Linked DNA regions of Mus musculus: region 2 is linked to region 1. The links are chromatin contacts, called in public HiChIP or PLAC-seq maps. All regions are on one chromosome and are shown on one strand. Each heading gives the region's core, a stretch centred on a gene start, on an enhancer-like site or on the middle of the called end of the contact. The rest is flanking DNA. Distances are from core to core; before and after follow the strand shown. Region 1 holds the start of Zfp414 (zinc finger protein 414). Region 2 has its middle 6.1 kb from the start of Actl9.

Region 1 (4,973 bases), core at 1,363-3,862:
AATCATGTATTTTAAGGGACAGGCACTGCTGCTTTCCAGCATTCGCAAGGCCCACACAGGGCATAGGAATGAAGGCCCCTCCACCCTGCCCTGGTGGTCACCTGCACGCACCTGAGGGCGCATCAGAGCCACCCTGAGGTCTTCTGGGACTACTGGTAGCGCCTGCAGGAAAGAAGCAGTTCAAGTTCAGAATAAAGGTGGGCTCAGCCAGCTTTGCAGGCAACCTGCTCCTATACTCACCTTGACTCTTCTTCCAGATGGCAGTGCTGGATGCTGGTGGCCCTGGAGTGGCAGCCAGGAATGGGCGCAGTCGAGGGGGACTCAGGCCAAAGGGTGCAGGGTTCAAGTATGGAAGGAAGGGCCCAGTGGGGGCAGAGGTAAAAGGCTCAAGTAGTGGGAATGGCAGGCCCAGGGAAGACGAAGGGTCGGACTCTGGGGGACGCTCGGGTACAGGTGGCTCTTTGTCCAGGGCAGGGGGTGGTGGCGGGGCTGGGTTCTGACCATGGTCTATACAAACATGCAGATGCTTGAAGAGTGAACGGTGAGTGCGGAAGCGCAGGAGGCAATTCTCACACCTGGGGGCAGGCACAGTACTGGACTATATCCTGGGCAACAGGAAGGGCCTATCCACTGCTTCCCAGGGACCAAGATGTAGGAAGGGTATCTATATCAGAATCTCTGTAGTACTGCACACAAAGTAAAGGAGCTTGGCCTACAGGCCCTCCTTTACTGTAGTCTTAATTCTTCTGGACCTTTCCAGCTCAGAATCTCAAGTTTGGTTTTACTTAAGTGCCAGTTTTCCACATAAGACATGAGGTAGAACTGGACGGAACCACGGCATGTATACCCTGCACCTCCAAACTGAGCCCGTAGCCAGAATGACTTAATTCCCATCTGTTTTCCATGCATGGTTGGAGCTGGTTTCCCAGGCCACACTCATACTTCAACCCACCCTTCCTCCACACACACTAAGAAGCACTAAAGATCTGGGAATTGAAAGAGGGGGATGGTCAGGCTCTCACTTGAAGTAGCGGTTGGGCTTGTAATGCAGCTTGCCGTGGGCTACCAGCTCCTGCATGCTGGGGAAACTCTCAGTGCAGCTCAGCGCGGAGCATCGGAAGAGTTTGCCTGGTAGGGATAAAGTGCAGATGTGGAGTGGGGTGGTTAAGACTAACTCTGGGGGGGGGGGCTCTGCCTATCTGCTTCACTATCAGCAACCCTCATCTTACCTTCCAGTGACTGTGTGGGTGGGCAGTGGGTACGGAGATGCTGTGCTAGATCACGAACACTGGGGAAACTGAGGCAGCAGCCGGGGCTAGAGCAGGGTATTTGTTTCCCTGCAGGAACGAATGGGTGTCATTACTCTCTTCCTTACTGACCTACCCAAAAGCCTTGATTACTCCCCACCCAGCCACTGTCAGAATAAACTGCCCGGAAGGGCTGGATTGGTTTAGTTCATCTCTGGAGCCACACCTGACATATTGACAAGGTGCTCAGTAAATGGTGAAGACCACCCCCCACCCCACCCCCCCACCCCCGCAATGGGATAAAAGGTGATTCCTTGTCTTGCACCATCTCAGCCCTATCAAAGGCATGTGACTCCCCAGAAAGGTCCACAGATAACCTGGCGGTGGACGGCGTCTGGGCAACCGAAGGTCCTCATTGGTCCCCACGCCTGTGTTGGTTGAGCCAGTCTGGCAACTGTCTGAGGCTGGATAGGCAACTTGCTGCAGAGGTCCTCCATGGTCCCACACTGGTGGCATGGCTGTTGGGTTAGGGCTGGGCTCCTCCACGGAGGAAAAAGTGGCTGGAGCTGCCCCATCTGGAGATGCCACCTCCTTGTCTGGCTCACCGGAGCTGGATTCTACAGTGGTCAGCGTGTCCGAGCTGGGCCTGGATGGTTCCTCCTGGTGCAAGAAGTGGCTAAAATCAGGCTGGGATCCCTAGGTCAGACAGATGCCCTTCTACTACAAAGGTCCACAAGACAGACTCCTTCAACACTCACCAGATATTACCCAGTCATTCCACTTTCTGAGTCACCAGCAAGATACGGGAGATAAGGGCAGACCGAGCTACTGTCTCCTAATTCCAATTGCAGGAGTTATCAGGGATTATGCATAAAAAAGCAGCATTAACATCCCTTCCTCAATTTTGGCAGGAGAGGCACTAGGGGCGGAGGTGTGGCCTAGAGGAGCAACTAGGAAATGCTGGAGGGCCTACAGTGGATCGTGTGATGATGGGGAATACTGGCTAAGCTAGAGCTGAGCAGATAGACGCTCTGAGCCAATACGTGTTAAATTTAGGGACTGAACTCTAGGAGAGTGGGTGTGGCCCGGCCTTCAGGGCTGGACGAAAGCTAAGTGACAGTCAGAGGCGGGCGGGGACCCGGATGTGGGGGCGGGGTCAGCTGGAGGGGGGCGCGCGGCAGGACCGTTCCCTGTCAGTCCCGCTGCTCTTCCGCGTCCGCGTGCGGGGTGCTGCGCTCACCATCCTCTACTCAGTTACACCTCTGGTTCCCGTGCCTTCGGAGGCTCTGGCTCCAGCAGGGGCGTCTTCCTCGGCGACACGGTCTCTCGCTCACATCGGCGCCATTTTCCCGCTTCTCAGATCTCGCGAGACATGGGGTGTGGCCTAATTCTGGGCGCTTCTCTAGAAGGAGGGGCCTGAGACTACACTGCAGCTCTTATACAGAAACAGAGAAGGTCTGCTTTTGATTGGTCTTAAATTTCAGAGAAAACTGACAAAAGCTCTTCCCCTCCCCACTTTTATAGCCCAGGTTGGCCTTACACAGAAGTTGACCTTGAACTTAGATGCCAATACACCAGGTTTTAGGTGGTACTGAGTATCAAACCCAGAGTTTTCATATATGCTAGGCAAACTCTCTACAAAGCAAGCCACATCCTTAGCTCTGTACACATACACGTACAAATGAATATGTATATGCACAGATGTGAGCAGGTAAGAGCGGAGGTCCAAGGTAGACATTGTCTTCCTTCATTGCTCTCCACTTCATTCACTGAGGCAACATCTCTCACTGAAGTTGGAGCTCACCAGTTCCCACCTAGCTAGCTAACTTACTTGTCAGAAGATTCCTGTGTCCACCTCCAAAGGGCCCTGATTACAGGAAGCTGCTATGCCTCACAGGGAGGGCTAGAGATCCAAACTCTTTCTCATTTACATGATTGTGGGTTTGAACCCTGGTCCCTTGTGTCTGCACAGACCCATCTTCCTAGCAAGCACCATAAAATTTTCAGCACATCCAGTGTGCAGCAAGTACGAATCTGTTGTAATAGCCCAATGTGAGAAACACTCTAACTAATGGATCTTCAGGAACAAGCAAATTCCACAGGTCGAGAGGTGTGAAAATGAATCCCAAGTGCACTACTACTGAGAGGTCGCCTGCCCACCCTACTTTCCTTAAGTGCATCCTATGTGCCAGGAACTTAGTACTGCTCTTGGGAGTCTCTAGTCAACCAAGAAAATGGAGAGACAATAAATCAACAACAGCAGAAAAATGATCTTGGATCTATCCTAGGAGATAAGAAAACAAACAAAACTGATGTGAAATGAGGAGTCAGGGAAGCCTGTCTAAGGGGGTGACTTGAGCTGTGCCTTGATGCCTACAGAAGCAGAGCACTACAGCAAGCTGGCGCAGATGTCCTGAGCTGGCAAAGAGCAAGCTCCCCTTTCGTAAGCAAGGGCGAGACCTCTGCACTATTGAAACAGAATAAAGATGTTGGTATGGAGGTCAGAAAGAGAACTTGGGTGAGTCCTGTAGGGCTTCCTTTCTTCCTTCCTTTCTTTCTTTCTTTCTTTCTTTCTTTCTTTCTTTCTTTCTTTCTTTCTTTTGTTTTGTTTTTTCGAGACAGGGTTTCTCTGTGTAGCCCTGGCTGGAACTCACTCTGTAGATCAGGCTGGCCTCGAACTCAGAAATCTGCCTGCCTCTGCCTCCCGAGTGCTGGGATTAAAGGCGTGCGCCACCACGCCTGGCTCCTGTAGGACTTTCAAGAGGTGGAAGAGAGAGAAACCATGGTTTCTGAAGTAGTCATTGATGAATGTTTGTTTTTCCATTTTTGTGTATGTGGTTGCATGTATATATGCACACATGTTTGTGGGGTATTTGTTTGCAGGTGCATACTCACATTTGTGGGTACATGTTCACTTTGTGGCTTGTGCATATGGAGGCTGGTGGTTGCAGTGGGGAATAATCCTCCAGGCCTCTTCCTCCTTATTCGATGAGACAGGACCTCAAAATCAAACTCAGAGCTCAACAATATGACTATTCTTGCTCTGGGGATGCACGGTCTCTACTGTCTGAGGCTGAAGCTGCAGGTGGGCCATAGTGCCCACCTGGCATTTACCTGGTATCTGGGGATATGAACTTAGGTCGTCATATTTCTATGGTAGGATCAGTTGTATGACAAGACTTTTTCCAGGGAAACACAAACACTTCTACTCACCTTAGATAAATAACCCATGACAGAGCAAAGTATGAATAACACCAAAGCCACTATAGTGGATCAAGGGTTTTCTTAAGTTACTACAGGGATATAGGCAAGGGGTTACTTACTGAGGGAGAAATGACTCAAAGACATTTGAATCTGCCTTACCAAATTCCACCCCTTAATGGGTGTATTAGTTAGGATTTTACTGTTGTGAACTGACACCATGACCAAGGCAACTCTTTTTTTTTTTTTTTGAAAAAATTTTTATTAGGTATTTATTTCATTTACATTTCGAATGCTATCCCAAAAGTCCCCTCCACACTCCCCCACCAACTCCCCCACCCACCCACTCCCACTTCTTGGCCCTGGCCTTCCCCATATAAAGTTTGCACTACCAATGGGCCTCTCTTTCCACTGATGGCCGACTAGGACATCTTCTGATACATATGCAGCTAGAGACATGAGCTCCGGGGGTACTGGTTAGTTCATATTGTTGTTCCACCTATAGGGTTGCAGATCCCTTTAGCT
Region 2 (4,998 bases), core at 94-2,593, 190 kb after region 1:
TTTGTTCTCCTCCCCCCCCCCCCTTTGCTCTGGGAACTAAAGTTTCCTCACATTGTGAGGCAAGTGTTTATTGACTGAGCCATCTCTCCAGTCCCTCCTTCCCCTTTTGGATCTAGGCTGGCCTTAGACTACATAAAAAAGGCTGACTTTGAACTCTGATCTCCTGCCTTCATCTATCCTGAACTATACAATGATACACAGCCTAATTTTTTGTTAGGTCTTCTGCCAGCCCAGATTGAACTAGGGCATACCCTTGTGCTCTCCTTTTAGCCATATTTCCTGTGTTTCAAAACAGGAAAGAAGAAAAAGTGCAAGCGTAGTTGAGTAGAGGGGAATGGGAAGGGCAGCTAAAGAAAGGTTTAGAAAGATGGGCAGAACTTATTTGCATGTTATAAAAAGTCACCAGTAAATTCTGAGCAGTGGACAGTATGTTCTGATTTATGATTTCTAAGACCTGTGTAATGATCCCCCCTGGAGAGAGATCAGGGTCCTAAGAGCTGGGAAGGTATCTCAGTGGGTAAGAGTGTTTACTATGTAAATATGACAGACTGCATTTGGATCCCCAGACTCATGTAAAAGCTGTGCATGACTGTGAATGCCTGTAACCCCAGCACTGAGAGATAGGAAATGGGCTTATCTTGGAAACTCACTGGTTATCCAGACTAGCAGAAATGTCCAACTTGAGATTCAACAAGACCACACTTTAAGAGAAGAGGGCAGAGAAGTAGAAGTACAGCAGGATATCCAATGCTATCCTTTGGCCTCTGCACACAAGTTTATAAGTGTACTCCCTCTGCAATTCATACATCACACACAGACACACACAGACACACACACAGACACACAGACATACACAGACAGATAGACACACAAACACCCACACACAGACACACACACAGACACACACACACACAGACACACAGACACACACACACACCCACACAGACACACACACAGACACACACACACATGCACACACACACACTTGAAGGTTCCTGTAGGACAAAGGACTGGGCTGGGATCAGAAGGCTCGAGAGAGGGAATGGATTCTGGTGTCTTCAGAACAAAAGGACTTGGACTTCTGTGAAAGGGACAGATGCCAGCAACTGCGAGTTGGAGAAACCTGGTCTAAAAGTGATAGACTGTCTCGGGCACAAGGACTTGGGAGGCAGAGAGACCCCCATGCCTTCTTGACTTTATTTTTCCTAGATCACTGTGTGTGATCAATGTATATTTGTGAATGACTTTAGCCAGAACTGAGGGATCTGGGCTCTCTGGGTTTGAGATCACATGGGCTTTAGGGTGTGTGTGGGCAGATGTTATCGTCTGGCGCTGGGTGGAGCCTAATGATTCATTCGACGGGGTGAGAGTTCTAATAATATCCAGGTAGTGATCTCATCTCTGGGAGTATGCAAATGGGAATGCTCTGGGCCTGGAGTGGTTGTAGATGGACTAATCCATGGAATTGTAAAGTCAGTTTAGTTTAAACAGTCTAGTGTCCTAGTAGGCTGGGGGAAGGTGGGTTTTCTGAACATTACACACTTCTAGTGGCATTTGAGACAGTCTATTTTTTTTCATTGATAATTTCAGACACATATGTGTTCTGAATAAATTTACCCTACTTCTTCCCCTCCCATTCTTCCTATACCCCCTCCATGTTTCCCTCCCAACTTCAGTGCTGTTTTTCATTGTCTTCCTCTGTGTCCTACCTCACCCCGCCCCCAAACCCAACCTCTGCCTCCCTCTTTCTCTCCCTCGGCTCTCTCCCCCTTTTATAAGTGAAATTTCCTCTCTTCTCAACTTCCACCCGCTTCTCATTTGGAGGAGTTTCCTCCTGATGCCTCTACCCTTGCCTTTGAACCTGTTGTTTTAAAGCCCCCTTTGGGGGGTCCAACACCACCTTCGCAGGGATCACCTAAGAGCATTAGAAAACACAGATATTTATATCACAATTCATAACAATAGCAAAATTGAAGTTATGAAGTAGCAATGAAAATAATTTTATGGTTGGAATGGGATCACCACAACTTGAGGAATGCAGGGTTGTAGCATTAGAGTCAAAGCTATCATGGTCTCTTAAACTTGAAGGTGCTGCCCCCTGGTGGGAAGAACTAAAAGTGTCTGCTTTCACCTTGGTAACCTGGCAGATTGGCAGATTTAGGGTAGGCCTCAACCCCTAGGCTAGAATGTATAATTAGCCTGTTAGTCTTGCCATTCCCCCACCCCACCCCTCTCCCTGACCCCCTCCTCCCTCCTCTCTTTTTCTTCTTAAAATGAATTTTGCTTTCATTAAAAACCTAGCATACATGTTTTATCTTACTATATTTTATTTCCTTATGTTTTGTTGTTACCTCTGAAAAGCCCGTTCCTTCCTAATGGAAGACAGAAAGGGAGTGGATCCGAATGGGAGGGGAAGTGGGGGAGGAACTGTGAGTAGAGGGAGGAGCAACTGTAATTAGGATATATTATATGAGAAAAAAATCTATTTTTTAATAAAAGGAAGGGAAAGAAAAATTAGCATACAAAGTAACAGATTTTCTTAGGGCATTTTATACTCAGTTTTGGTTGATTCCCTACTTCTCTCCCTCCCTTCCTTCCTGTTTGTAGTCTTTTATTCCGCCATAAAAATAAAATTGTGAGCTTTGTAGGAAAATGGGTAGAACTGGAAGATATACTAAGTGAAGTAATCCAGCAAACTTCTGGGCCAAATTACAGTGCTTCACAAAGAAGCACATTCATACTCTGGGAAAGTCACCATGTTAGAGTGATAACGGGAGAACGAGAGGACAGAAAAGGTGTGTGTGGTGTGTGTGCAGGTGTGTGATTGTGTCTGATGTGTGAGAGCATGTAAGTGTGTCTGATGTGTGTGGTATGCGTGAATGTGAAGTTTTATTGTGTCTTTGTATGTACTGTGTTGTATCTGATGTATGTAGGATGTGTGTGTGTGTGTGTGGTGACATGTCTGTCTGTCTATGATCTATGTTAGGTAGAGAATGGCGTAGAAAATACAGTGAGAAAACTTTAAAAAGGAACCTTTTATGGACTTTCTCATTTTGGAATTTTTAGTCTTACTGATCTTTTGCTTATATTTTTATTAGATATTTTCATTTACATTTCAAGTGCTATCCCCAAAGCACCCTAAACCCTTCCTCCACCCTGCTCCCCAACCCACCCACTCCTGCTCCTGGCCCTCGCATTCCCCTGTACTGGGGCATATGATCTTTGCTACAATGGAGTACTACTCAGCAATTAAAAACAATGAATTCCTGAAATTCTTAGGCAAATGGATGCATCTGGAGGATATCATCTTGAGTGAAGTAACCTAATCACAAAAGAATACACATGATATGCACTCACTGATAAACGGATATTGGCCCAGAAATGTAGAATATCCAAGATACAATTTGCAAAACACATGAAACTCAAGAAGAAGGAAGACCAAAGTGTAGATACTTTGTTCCTTCTTAGAATGGGGAACAAAATACCCATGGAAGGAGTTACAGAGACAAAGTTCAGTGCTGAGACAGAAGAAAGGATCATCCAGAGACTGCCCCACCCAGGGATCCATCCCTTATACCACCACCAAACCCACACACTATTGCATATTCCAGCAAGATTTTGCTGAGAGGACCCTGATATAGCTCTCTCTTGTGAGGCTATGTCAGTGTGATGGAACACAGGGCCCCCAATGAAAGAGCTAGAGAAAGTACCCAAGGAGCTAAAGGGGTCTGCAACCCTATAGGAGGAACAACAATATGAACTAACCAGTCCTCCCCAGAGCTGTGTCTCTAGTTGCATATGTAGCAGAGGATGGCCTAGTCGGCCATCAATGGGAGGAGAAGCCCTTGGTCTGATGAAGATCATATGCTTATATTTTTTAAGAACAAGAGGGAATATACAGGTAGGGAGTTGGGAAGGACCTGGGAGTAGGTGGGGGAGGAGAAACATGTCAAAATATATGTATGAAGAAACCTTTTGTAAAGGAAAAAAATCAAGAGCCTGGGAAGTGGTGCACACCTATGTGCCTGTCTTCCGAGCTATGTGGCAAGCTGAGAGAGAATGGTCACTGGAGGCCAGGAGTTCCAGAGTATCCTGGACAATATAATGTGACCCTGTTTTAAAAGCAGAACAGCAGTTTGGGCGGTGGCTCAGTGGGTAAGAATGCTTGCTGGGTAAGTATAAGGACTTGTGTTAAATCCTCAGCATTGCTGGGCATGGTGACACACACTTTTAATCCCAGCATCCAGGAGAGGCAGAAGCAGGCTAGTTTGAGGCTAGAGTGAGTTCCAGGACAGTCAGGACTAAAAAGAGAAACCCTGTCTAGAAACCAAAAAGAAAATCAAATCAAAACAAAACAATTCCCAGGATTCATGTAAAAAGTTAGTCTATAACCCCTGTGCTAGGGGTATGGATGGGGAAACAGAACGAATCATTAAGACTTGCTGGCTGCTAATCTAGCTCCAGGTTCAGCGAGAGGTGCTGTTTCAAAGGAACAAAGTGGAGATTGATAGAGGAAGACTTCCAATATCCTCTTCTAGTTCCCATACACACATGTGCATGCACACCACTCTCTCTCTCTCTCTCTCTCTCTCTCTCTCTCTCTCTCTCTCTCTCTCTCTCTCTCTCAGCACACGACAAAAGCTGTCAGCCATATAGACAGAGACACAAGGCATATGCGTAAGCATCTGGACAATGGCCCATGACAGGAGGAGAGGTCAGAAGGCCTGGAATAGACTTGAATAAAATCTAGGTAAATCTGATTACTTTAATAACAAATGGCAACATGTTCCCCATTCCTGTGTGAGATCCTGATTATCTTCAATCTGTACTGGAGAACTTGGTGCAGAAGTCCTCCAGAGAAGACTCCAGGTACTTCATGAGAAGAACAAAGTTCCCATTTTAGGCTCAGCAAGAACCTAGTTGGGCCAGAGAGGCCTCATGGTCCCAGGATAAAGAAATTCCCTGGGGCTGTGTTGAAGTCATAGGCTGAGTTAGATT

What was found. HiChIP or PLAC-seq counts read pairs in DNA pulled down with a chosen protein or histone mark.
Region 2: a contact with region 1 is called in an H3K4me3 HiChIP or PLAC-seq map of bone marrow-derived macrophages, with 2.8 times the contacts expected there. The contact joins the enhancer-like site here to the promoter of Zfp414 in region 1. A contact is called at or near these places in 5 of 39 promoter capture datasets (the 3T3-L1 cell line, 3T3-L1-derived adipocytes, cranial neural crest and 2 more), 6 of 115 datasets of contacts at active chromatin or transcription factors (CD8 T cells, the NIH/3T3 cell line, T-cell acute lymphoblastic leukemia and 2 more) and 3 of 9 other capture datasets (adipose tissue, embryonic stem cells and pancreatic islet).

What each region holds. Positions count from the first base shown.
Region 1 is chr17:33,626,731-33,631,703 of GRCm38.p6, reverse strand. Zfp414 (zinc finger protein 414) reads right to left here and starts at 2,612. Exons shown (of 6, transcript NM_026712.3): 1 at 2,488-2,612; 2 at 1,625-1,907; 3 at 1,230-1,337; 4 at 1,023-1,128; 5 at 241-575; 6 at 1-162. The coding sequence starts at 2,490. The coding sequence ends at 98.
Region 2 is chr17:33,436,451-33,441,448 of GRCm38.p6, reverse strand. No RefSeq gene overlaps it. Among named protein-coding and RNA genes, the nearest start is that of Actl9, 6.1 kb to the right of the region's middle. Within about 2 kb of position 1,343, at least 45 of the 459 cell types and tissues checked have an H3K27ac peak or open chromatin away from gene starts, as enhancers often do. A contact at or near this core is called in adipose tissue and bone marrow-derived macrophages, where this site is marked.